Linked DNA regions of Ovis aries: region 2 is linked to region 1. The links are chromatin contacts, called in public Hi-C maps. All regions are on one chromosome and are shown on one strand. Each heading gives the region's core, a stretch centred on a gene start, on an enhancer-like site or on the middle of the called end of the contact. The rest is flanking DNA. Distances are from core to core; before and after follow the strand shown.

Region 1 (5,367 bases), core at 2,783-5,282:
ATCCCATGGACGGAGGAGCCTGATAGGCTACAGTCCATGGGGTTGCAAAGAGTCGGACACGACTGAGCGACTTCACTTTCACTTTCATTTTCATCAAGTCAAACATGGGGACTTCCCTGGTGGTCCAGTGGCTAAGACTGCGTTCCCAATGCAGGGGCCCAAGTTCGATCCTTGGTCAGGGAACTATATCTCACATGCTGCAACTAAGAGTTTGCGTGCGCAACCAAGACCCGGCACAGCCAAATAAACATATAAAAAATTTTTAAAAAGTCAAACATAGTAGAATGGCCTGGCAATTCTACTTGTAGGTAGGGACTGAAAGCAGGGACTAGAAAAAGTACATGTACGCCATGTTCACAGCAGCACTGTTCACAAGAGTCAAAAGGCAGAAACGAGGCTTCCCTGGAGGTCCAGTGTTTAGGAAACCACCCGCCAATGCAAAGGACACAAGTTCAATCCCTGGTCCAGGAAGGTTCTGAAGGGCAACACGCTCAGGGGCAACAGAGCCCGTGAGCCGCAACGACTGAGCGGCGTGCTGCAGTTACTGAAGCTCGCCCGCGCTAGAACCGGTGCTCTGAAATGAGAGGCCACTCCAGTGAGGAGCCCTCGCACTGCAGCTAGAGAGTAGCCCCTGCCTGTTGCATCTAGAGAAAGGCCTCCAGCAGCAACAAAGACCCAGTGTAGCAAAAAACCAAACAAAAAAAGAGGTAGAAACAATCCAAGTGTCCATCAACCAATGAGCAGCTAAAAATATGATAGAGCCAGAGCATGGGATATTATTCACCCATGAAAGGAATTAAGTACTATTGAGACGTGCACAATGCGGAGAACTTAAAAAACAGGGTCAGTGAAAGAAGCCAGACACAAATGTTCACATATTACATGATTCTATTTATAGGAAATGTCCAGAATAGGAAAATCAGTAGACACAGACAGCGAAGGGTGGTTGCTAGAGACTGGCGGAGGAGGAATAGTGTGACTGCAGGAGAGAGTGACAGGGTTTCTTTTGAGGGTGGTGAAAACTATCAAGATGGGATGTCTGTATGACACGTGAATGTACTAAAGGCCACAGAATTGTACATCTTAAAAGGGTGGACTTTTTGCTATGTGAGTGAGGGTGAAAGTCGCTTAGTCGTGTCTGACTCTTTGTGACCCCACAGGCTATACAGTCCATGGAATTCTCCAGGCAAGAATACTGGAGAGGGTAGCTGTTCCCTTCTCCAGGGGATCTTTCCAACCCAGGGATCGAACCCAGGTCTCCCGCATTGCAGGTGGATTCTTCACCGGTTGAGCCACAAGGGAAGCCCAAGAATACTGGAGTGGGTAGCTTATCCCTTCTCCAGCGGATCCTCCCAACCCAGAAATTAAACCTGGGTCTCCTGAATTGCAGGCAGATTCTTTACCAGCTGAGCTCTCAGCTATGTGAATTTCACCTCAATTAAAAAAGAAACAAAGGGGGCTTCAGTGGTGGTCCAGCGGTTAAGAATCTACCTTGCAAAGCAAGGGATGCAGGTTTGATCCCAGGTTCAGGAAGATCCACATGACAACAGAGCAACCAAGCCCACATGACACGACTACTGAGCTTGTGCCCTAGAGCCCGCTCGGCAACCTGAGAATTCACAGCAGTAAGAAGCCCTCCCACAGCAACTCTCCACAACCCCAGACAGCCTGTGCAAAGCAACAAAGACCTAGCCAAAAAATAAAATAAATAAACCTTAAACAATGAAAGGAAACAGGCTATGTTACCTCTTTGAAAGAATGTCTTTTTTTTTCCTCTTTCTTTTTTTATATTTTAGATTATGAAAGTATGGTAATACATTTATGGGAGATTTGGAAAATATAGAACATGGTTATTAATACATATAGTTTCACTATATCTTACAATTATTTTTTAAAGTAGATAAATTAAGATTTTTAGTTGGAGTTCCAATATCAAACTCTCAAAATCAATAGAATGAATATATAGAGAAGTAGAAGGGTATAGTGGGCTTCCCTTTGGCTCAGCTGGTAAAGAATCTGCCTGCAATGCAGGAGACTTGGGTTCGATCCCTGGGTTGGGAAGATCCCCTGGAGAGGGAACGGCTATCCACTCCAGTACTCTGGCCTGGAGAATTCTAGGGACTGTATAGTCCATGGGGTTGCAGAGAGAAGGATATAGTAGATCTAAAAAGGACTATGAGCCAATTCAACATAATTAAGATTTATGCAATCTTCAAACAATAGTAGGATACAAATTCTGTTCAAGTTCCCCTAGAGTATAACCTAGGAGACCCTGGAACATATCGAGGGACATAAAACAAGGTGCAAAAATTTCATGATCTAAAGGTATTGAAATTATACAGAATCTGTTTGTTCTCTTATCGCTGTGGAATTATGTGAGAAAATCAATATCAAAAGATATTTGAAAATAAATCACATATTTTTAACTGCAATGTGACATTGACCGAGAGAGATCTTTGACTTAGCCATTGAAAGCCTCAGTAAAGTTACAAGACTGAAAAAACACAGGGTGATTGCAGAGAAGAAAGCATTTAACTGAGAAATTAATATCAAATTGAGAAATTAATATCAAAGATACTTTAGAAACTCCATGTATTTGGAAATTAACTGTCCAATTTTAAATGATGGGTGAATCTAGGAAGCCATAACAAGGAAAATTAGAAAATATTTGTGATAGAATAAAAATGAAAAGAGAATTTACCAGAATTTGTTGCATGCAGCTGAAGCCGCTCAATGTAACTAAATACAATGTGGAATCTTGAATAAGGTATGAAACCAAATGCACACTAACACAAAATTTTGTGAAATTTGAACAAAATCTGTGTATTAGTCAATAATAGTGTATCACAGGTTAATTCTCTGTGCTTTGATTTTTTACAACATAGTATTTCTTTATATTCTCAGAATTGGATTAGAAGTTTCAAGCCTCTTTCAAAAAATTTTAAATCGCTAAGATAATAAACTTTCTAGACTTTTAGAAGTAATGGTAGATGCCAAAATACATGGAACTCTATCAAAGTTTTGAGTGAATATAAAATAGAAATCTGGCATTCTATTCATACTAAGTCAAACAAAAATTAGTGTCTTTGATTTTTTTTCCAGCTAGTGCATGCAGATGGCACAAAATTCAAAGACTACAGAACAGTACAAAGGTGAACATTTAATCTCTTCCCAGTGATGACTAATGGCTGGCCATCTGGCTCCACAAGGATTGAGTCATTGGCCACTGCAGTCACTGACCTTTAACACCCCCTGAAAAGAGTTCCAGGTGGAGGATCAGAAACACTGCTCTCTGCTCTGGGAAAATTGACAGGACAGGTCTTTAGATAGTGAAGATGTTTTCAGAAAAAAAAATTTATGAGTGGATTCTTGTCGATCTTCCCACACTTAGAAAAGCACTAAAATCATTAACTGCAGTATTTGCTCTTTGTAACCAGAAACAACTTTCCACTGGGATGCGTGATTACACATAATCTCCAAAATCACACACGTGCAGACCTTCCGCTCAACTCTTCCCGAGACCTCTTGGGTTATAGTCCTCAGTAAACCCCCCAATAAAACTGAATAACACAGCTCTCATGGTGTGCGTTTTTATTTCAGTCAACATCAGCCACCCAGTTATCCTCCGGGGATATTCCAGTTATCAGATTTCTGTCTATTCTAGACCGGTTCCATGCATTTCTCTTTTCGTTTTTTAAAGGGACTAGTTTACTTATGCACGAACGCAGGAACTTGGGCTTCCCAGGTAGCTCAGTGGTACAGAATCCGCCTCCCAACGCAAGAGATGCAGGAGATGCGGGTTTGACCCCTGGGTTGGCAAGATCCCCTGGAAGAGGCCATGGCAACCCACTCCAGTATTCTTGCCCGGAAAATCCCACGGAGAGAGGAGCCTGGCGGGCTGGAGTCCATGGGGTCCGCAGAGTCGGACGACTGAGCACTCAGGCACGCGGAAACACAGATGGAACCTGCGCCCCCTGTAGTCCAAGCAGAGCGTCCCAACCCACTAGGCTACCAGAGAACTCCCCAAAGTTCCCTTTTTAAAACTGCCTTACAGGACATAACAGCAAACCATGCTCTCTAAAGACAAGCCGACAAAGCAGAAAGGGTGAAGCAGAAAAATTAGAAAACTTTCTTCTTGGACCACAGCAAACAGGTTGGTGCTTTTGCTTGGAATCTTTATGTGTGCGTGTGTGTAACTGGTTAACTTTGAAAACATGGTTAGCGACCTCAGACCGTCCACCTAGGTGCACAGGGCCAGGAGAAACCACAAGTAGAGGTCCCAAAGCCGCAAACCTCACCGCTCCCAGAAGCAGACAAAGGGCAGAGTCCCGGACAAAGGGTCGCGCCAGCGCCTGCGCAGAAAGCTCCCAGGAACGCACCCCGCCTGGACTGCGCAGGGCCCGCCCCTGCCGCGGCGAACTGGCGTCACGGTGTCGTCACGGCGGAGTCGCTATGGTGGCCCTGAGCGATCTGGCGTCGGCGCTGGAGTCCTATAGGGGTCGCGATCGCCTGGTGAGGCTGGGAAGGAGCGAGGCCAGAGGTCCTGGAGTCCGGCCAAAACCCAGAGACCGGGACGTTGAGGCCAGAGAGGGAGCGGGGTCACTCAGGATCCCTCCAGGGCAGATGCTCTGTCCCCTAGCGGTGGACATGTAGGTTCTTCCTGCCACCCCAAACGACTGGACATTCACAGTACCAGCCAGATCCTCACGTTTGTGCATTTGAATCCAGCCGGACCACTGGAGCTGGTCCCAAACAATGTCGTATGAGAATTGGGGGTGTGGCAGGGCTCCCTTAGGGCTGGACATTTGGGTTCTGACTAAATCCCCTGAAGTTGGGCACTTAGGTTGCTCTGGCAAGTTCGGCCTGGCCAGACATTCCCATGCCAAACAAACCCATGTTTGGACATTTAGGATCAGACTAAGCCACTATAGTTAGTTCCTCGGTTGTCGAAAACTAATATGGGAATATAAGATTTTGCACTGCTTTCCCCGTGGCTGGATGTTTAGGTTCTGACCTTCCGCTCAACTCAGATTGGGAATGTAGATTGTTCCTTCCAGGCCGCTGAGGTCGGACTCTGAGCTTGTCCCAATCAATCTCTTACAGGTAGGCATTCCAGTTGTATCAGGGAATGTACCAGTGGCTGGGCATTTAGGTTCTAGGCAAATCCTCTCTGATTGAGTATTCAGATTCTAAATTCCCTGGAGAAGGAAATGGTACCCCACCCCAGGATTGTTGCCTGGGAAATCCCATGGACAGAGGAGTCTGGTGGGCTACAGTCCATGGGTTTGCAAGAGTCAGAGGCGACTTGGTGACTAAACAACAAGAAAGCTGGACTTAAAATGCAGTGTTTTTGCCCTTACGAAGGTG
Region 2 (6,045 bases), core at 2,849-5,348, 160 kb before region 1:
TGTGATAGAGACAGAGAAAAGGGGCTTCCCAGGTGGCTCAGTGCGTGAAGAATCCACCTGCAATGCAGGAGAGGTGGGTTTGATCCCGGGGCTGGGAAGATCCCTTGGAGGAGGGCATGGCAACCCACTCCAGTATTCTTTCCTGGAGTATCCCAGGAGGATTCTGGAGCCTGGCGGGGCTACAATCCATAGGGTCACAAAGGGTCAGACACAACGAAAGCGACTGAGCATGCACGTATGCAAACAGACAAAGTAGGTTATTAGATAGCTAATCCTGCTAGGGGATTTTAAGTAGAAAGATATGGGAGATCCCTGTAAATTAATGATTGCTCAAGAAAGCAGATTTGCTTAACCACAAAACTAACCAGGCTTGCTTAGCAACATAACCGTGTATCAGAAGCTCGGGACATGACCCAAAACAATAAAACAATGGTGACATGAGCCCCATCTCCTGCCCAGAACGCTCAGTAAGTTAGTGATTCCTGGGACAAGCTCACTGCACACAAGAATAATTTGCAGCCCTAGTTGGACCACATGGGGACAAGAAAGCTCCCCTGCCCACCCAGAAGCAGCTGATGATAGAAGCATGACGTCTACTCAAGAAAGACAAAGGAGGTCTTCTCCCCCTCCGCACTTTTCCTTTGATTATAAACCTGTAGCCCAGTTAAATTCTCAGGGTGTGGCATTTCTCACCCACCTGCTTGTAAAGCCTTGCTAGTGTCTTGTTCTAATCAATCATTTCTTACCTATCACGTCGCCACTCACTGAATTCTCTTCTTTGCTGAGACATAAAGGACCATGGTACCGGGGCCCTTCAGAGCCCCCAAGATGACACCCAATTGGTTTCAAATGCTGATGCCAAGCCCCAGGACCGCACTGGGAGTAGCAAGGGTCTAAAAAAAGGTGGGGCGGAGGGGAGTTGACAAACTACCTTCTGCTTGTTTTCTAGATGCGCAGCTACATCCACTCCTCGACCTACTGCTGCCTACCCCTGTGGGCGCAAAGTAACCAGAGAGGCTGGGGGGTAGGGAGGCAACTGCTCACTCTGGTTTTTTACATAAAGTAAAGCCAGCCCCTGGTCTAAAGGAAACTCCCTCAGCCAGACCCCTGCCAGAACCCTACCTGAACCCTAATCACCACCGCCCCACACCTCTTCTGCAGATGGATGGCCTCCAGCTGTGATTCCAGAAAGTGCCAGCATTCCCCCCACCCCCCCAGCCAAACCAGCAGGGGCCTTCCCTTGTGGCTCAGCTGGTAAAGAATCTGCCTGCAATGAAGGAGACCTGGGTTGATCCCTGAGTTGGAAAGATCCCCTGGAGAAGGGAAAGGCTACCCACTCCAGTATTCTGGCCTGGAGAATTCCACGGACTGTATAGTACATGGGGGTTGCAAACAGTCGGACCGAATGAGCGGCTTTCACTTTTGGAGCCAAATCAGCAGCTCCTTGGGCCTGGTTTCTCTGCCCTCTGCCCGGCCCCCGCATCCCACCCCACTTCCCATAACCCTCAAGCTAGGTCAAATCTGCCCCCACCCCCACTTCTCCATTGTATTAGGACTCTGGCCACCCTCAGCAGCCTGAGGCAAGGGCCTGGGTCACGGTGGGGTTTGTTTTGTTTGGCAGGGCCCTGTGTGGCTTGCAGGACCTTAGTTCCCCAACCACATTCTCAGCAGTGAAAGTGCTGAGTCCCAACTGCTGGACTGCCAGGGAAGTCCCCGGTCGAGGTGTTGAGGGGATCTCCGAGGCCCTCAAACAAGACACAAGACACACTTGGGAAGGGGGCTGTCTGCTTCCTTTATCTTGGGGGGATCAGCGGCCCTCCAGGGCCCGGTCTCGGGCTATGACTGCCTCCTCGAACTTGATCATCAGCGTGGTGCCCTTGTGCCAGTGCGCTGTGACCTTGGCGGGGAAGCCGCTGTGCGTGAGCACCGCCTCCACGATGCCCGCGGTGAAGCTGGCACAGTTGAGCGTGCTGTTCTCCTTGGGCACGGAGATGTAGGTGTTGATGAGCGGCTCGCGCTCGATGATGTAGAAGGTGCGGGCATCGTCGTTGGCCTGCTCCAGCTTGTCGGCCTCCTTGCCAAAGAGCGCCTTCCACACGGCGCCCTTAACGAACAGCAGGGCACCCAGCACCTTGGTTTCACGCCGGGCACCCTTTTCGCGAGCCACCAGCGCATCCAGGACGCGGGCACCCACCTGGCGGCCCAGTGCCGCCAGGCGCGCCTGCAGCTCTGCCACGGAGAAGACGCGGCTCTGGCAGTGCTGAACCAGCTCGGAGAAGAGCAGGGCAAAGGCACTCAGGCTCACCTCGGTGCGCGGCCGGGCCAGCGCACGTTCCAGCAGTGCCGACTTCCCACGCGTGAAGCGCGCCTCCATGCCGCCTCCCTGCAGGGAGAAGAAACGTGGGTGTCAGAGGCGGGAAGGAGACCCCTCCCAACCACCTCCCGCGTGCATGCCATTGCTGATTTCCCACGTGGGAAGAGATGAGAAGAAAAGGAGAATCCACCTGCGTATAAAGCATACCTCCCTTATGAGGCTTATACCCTTGTCCAGGAGAGGGCTTGGGAGGGAGGCAAGTGGAGGGCTTCCCTGGTGGCTCAGATGGTAAAGACTCTGCCTGCAACGTGGGAGACCTGAGCTCGATCCCTGAGGAGGGAAGATCCCCTAGAGAAAGGAATGACAACCCACTCTAATATTCTTGCCTGGAGAATCCCATGGGCAGAGGAGCCTGGCTGGCTACCATCCATGGGGTCGCAGAATCATGACACAACTGAGCAAGTAACACTTCTATTCTCTGATGGAGAGGGAAAGTGGGAGGAGAGATACCCAGGAGGCACTCGAAACCTCCCCAACCCATGAGTTCCAGGTGATCTTTGTGCATTAAAAGCATCGTCCTGAACCCTTCAAGCCGGGGCCAGTAACGAGAAGACACGTGTGTGGGGAGGGGGCAGGGCATCAGACCTAGGGCAAGGAGGGGACGAGGGTGAGGAGCCGTGAGAGGACACAGCAGTAATCCCTCCCCCACCTCAGGCTCTCCAGCAGCAACAGCGCTGATTTCCCAGGGTGAAGTCAGAGGAGAGAAGTAAGGGGGTGTGGTGAGACCCAGGGCCAGGAGGGTTTGGGGCCTTGGGGAACAAGCAAGGCACATGGAGAGAGCCAGGAGAGGATGCTGGCAACCCTTCTAAACCCGCACCCTCGGGCACACCGAATTTGTCAGGCACGAAGCATGCCTCTTGGAGTAGACCCGCGTTGGTAAAAAGAGGGGAGGGGTGGCCAGGGAAGGCGCTGAGAGCCCCCCACCCTCGTGCTTTCCAGAAAACTAGCTGCACTGTGGGAAACAAGACGGAGGAGGCGGACTATCGGACCCGGGATGTGAGCGGAGCCAGGAGGGGGCGCCGTGATCCTCCCACTCCAGAGCGAGAAGCCATCGGTGGCGGGAAAGACCCGGAAGTGGGGCTGTGGGGAGAAAATCCCTAGGGGATGCTGAGACAAACACACTGTGGATCTGCGATGAGAATGGCCGCGGATGGGCGATGTCAAGGGCTCGGAGACACACACACAAACCCACCGTCAGGAGGGGTAGCTGAGAGCCCCGACCCCCCACTACGCAGGGACGGGACCAGAGGCCGGACGGGTCTGGGGAGGCTGAGACAGGGCCCCAACTAGGGTCAGCGTGGAGGATGAAAAGCGCACCGGAGGGAATTTTAGGAGCTCCAGGGCGTCCCTGCCCCGCTGCGCAGCCGCCTACATGGGGAGGGCCCAGCGCGCGAGATGGGACGGAGAGCGTAGAAACCCCTCCACCCGGCTGCCACGGGGTTGGTGAGCTAAGCCACGGAAAGACCGGGATCCCGTGACCTCGGCGCGGGTGTGGACCAGACAACGGTGCCGGGTAGGAGCCCACCCTCCTCGTGCTCCCCACCCCCGGCGGATGGGACGAGGTGGGGGATGACCGGGGATCGCGAACACCGAGACCCTGGCCCAGGACCCAAAGGCCCGCGGGGAGGGGGTCGGGAAATGGACGCGGCCCGGGCCGGGGAGGGGTCGCGGCGGGCGGGATCTCACCCGGACCTGCGGCCGCCGATTTGGCCGAGCTGCTTTACGGCGCCGTAAAGGGGGGGGCGTGCGCAGGCGCAGCGATGGGACGGGCGTGTGGGCAGGGCGCGCGAGGCGATGCCGGAGAGCGGCCGCAGTGGGGCGCACGTGTCCGTGGAACCCGACGTAAGGGCGCAGGTACCCGGGCAGGGGCCTCGCTGGCCTCGGTTAGCCCACAGTCAAGGGGACAGGGGCATGGGTCATCCCCTGCTCAGGAGTGCACGTCTGATGGTAAACAAGGGGCTCTGTGTCAGGCACGTGTGCGTCTGCTCGTCTTGGGTCACACGTACGCTCACCTTCCGGACAAACATGTCCGTGTGCATGCCCGTGGGCACAAGTTATCTGAGGGAACTTGCGACCCTGAATACATGCTTTGTGGACAGATAACATGCCGGAGCACAGTACCGTACTCAGGGGCTTATATATCCGTGAGGCCAGGCACACTTAGGGAGACGTTAATGTCAATATCTTGATTCTCTGTGCACCGATGTCTAACAGAAGCACGGAGACTACGTTTGGACGAGAAAAGAAAGAGGAGTTTTATTTTTTGCCAGGCAAAGAGGGAACGCAGCTGCCTGGGGCCTCAAGACCATTCCCCAGCCCCCAACCCCAGCCCCGGCCCTGAGGAGTCAGGAGAAGTCTAACAGGTGGGACTTCGAGTCCGGGGGTGCGGGTTGGTGGCAAGGATCAAAATGATGAAGGTCTTGCGTTTTTCTTCTTACATTATTTCAAAACAGTCAGAGCTAGTGTCAGGTGGCTCAGAAGGGAAAGAATCCGCCTGCAATGCGGGAGCCCTGGGTTCAATCCCTGGGTTGGGAAGATTCCCCGGGAGGAAGGGATGGCAACCCACTCCAGTATTCTTGCCTGGAGAATCCCCATGGACAGAGGAGCCTAGAGGGCTACAGTCCATGGAGTTGCAAAGAGTCGGACATGACTGAGCGACTAAATACACAGTGTCAGGCAACCCAATAATTGGGTCCATTGCTCTCCTGGTTATTTACTGGCGACCTGCTTTCTGAAAGGCAGAATGCTGCAAGCAGTGATTTGCTACAAGGGAGTGTAAAACAACAGGAACAGGATGTAATTCACACAGAATTAGAGTGTTAGATGCTGGGTGTAATTCACAGATTCAGAGAGTGTTAGAGGTTAGCCTTGTGAAGGACAGAGTTACAGACACTACAGATTAGTAACATTTAAAATAAAGCTAGGATTAATTAACTCTTCCAGGCCCGTTTATGCTACTTTTCTAGTCGGTTCATTTTTCCCTATATTTTCCTTGTTATCAGAAGAAAACCCTCATTTCTGTTTTGGTCCAAGAGCACACTTAGTGTTTGGTCCACAAACACTTAGTCACCCCTGGGTACAGGTTCATGGACACACAGTGATCCACTGGGTGCATTGGATCTCGCACTCCCTGCTGCCCCCAGGGCTCCTGGCATCAGGTCCACATGTTCCCCACATGACCTTTCCCATTCTCCATTCGGCACACTTACACACCCTCCCCGACCAGGTCCCAAAGCCCCCTAGCCGCACCAAACAGACGGGAAAGCCATGTGGTCTCCCTTTGGGGTTTATCATCGTGAATCATAAAATGTGAGCGCAGAAACAAATGGACACATGCGGGGACTGCTCTGAACCCTCGGCAGCGCAATCAGGCACACTCGTGTTGACACGCACTTGTTCACACCGGCATAGCGTGACAGGACACTCATCCACAATTACAGTGATACCTTCCCACGGCGTACCCACCATTCCACCCCCTCACACCTGCATCACACAACACCCAGCAGGACACATGCGTGTGTTTACGCTGACGGTGAAGTGGGCGCCTGCAACACATGTCACCGACACCCACACCTAGAGTGACACGCCTTTGTGGTCCCCACAGCCGCACACAGTGACACGAACTACACTCACGCCACGCCACAGCCCACACATGTATGTATGCCTATGCA

Evidence for each region. Hi-C and Micro-C count contacts between places; a contact is called where the count stands out from the background.
Region 2: a Hi-C map of mixed tissues shows a contact between it and region 1, with 2.5 times the contacts expected there. The contact joins the promoter of TRAPPC5 here to the promoter of PEX11G in region 1. A contact is called at or near these places in 3 of 16 Hi-C or Micro-C datasets (mixed tissues, omental adipose tissue and retroperitoneal adipose tissue).

The regions. Positions count from the first base shown.
Region 1 is chr5:14,091,204-14,096,570 of ARS-UI_Ramb_v3.0, reverse strand. It overlaps PEX11G (peroxisomal biogenesis factor 11 gamma), which reads left to right and starts at 4,032. Exons shown (of 5, transcript XM_027969709.3): 1 at 4,032-4,153.
Region 2 is chr5:14,255,509-14,261,553 of ARS-UI_Ramb_v3.0, reverse strand. It overlaps TRAPPC5 (trafficking protein particle complex subunit 5), which reads right to left and starts at 4,098. Exons shown (of 2, transcript XM_042250014.1): 1 at 3,692-4,098; 2 at 1,774-2,383. The coding sequence starts at 2,374. The coding sequence ends at 1,808. MCEMP1 (mast cell expressed membrane protein 1) reads right to left here. Exons shown (of 6, transcript XM_060416293.1): 6 at 4,605-6,045.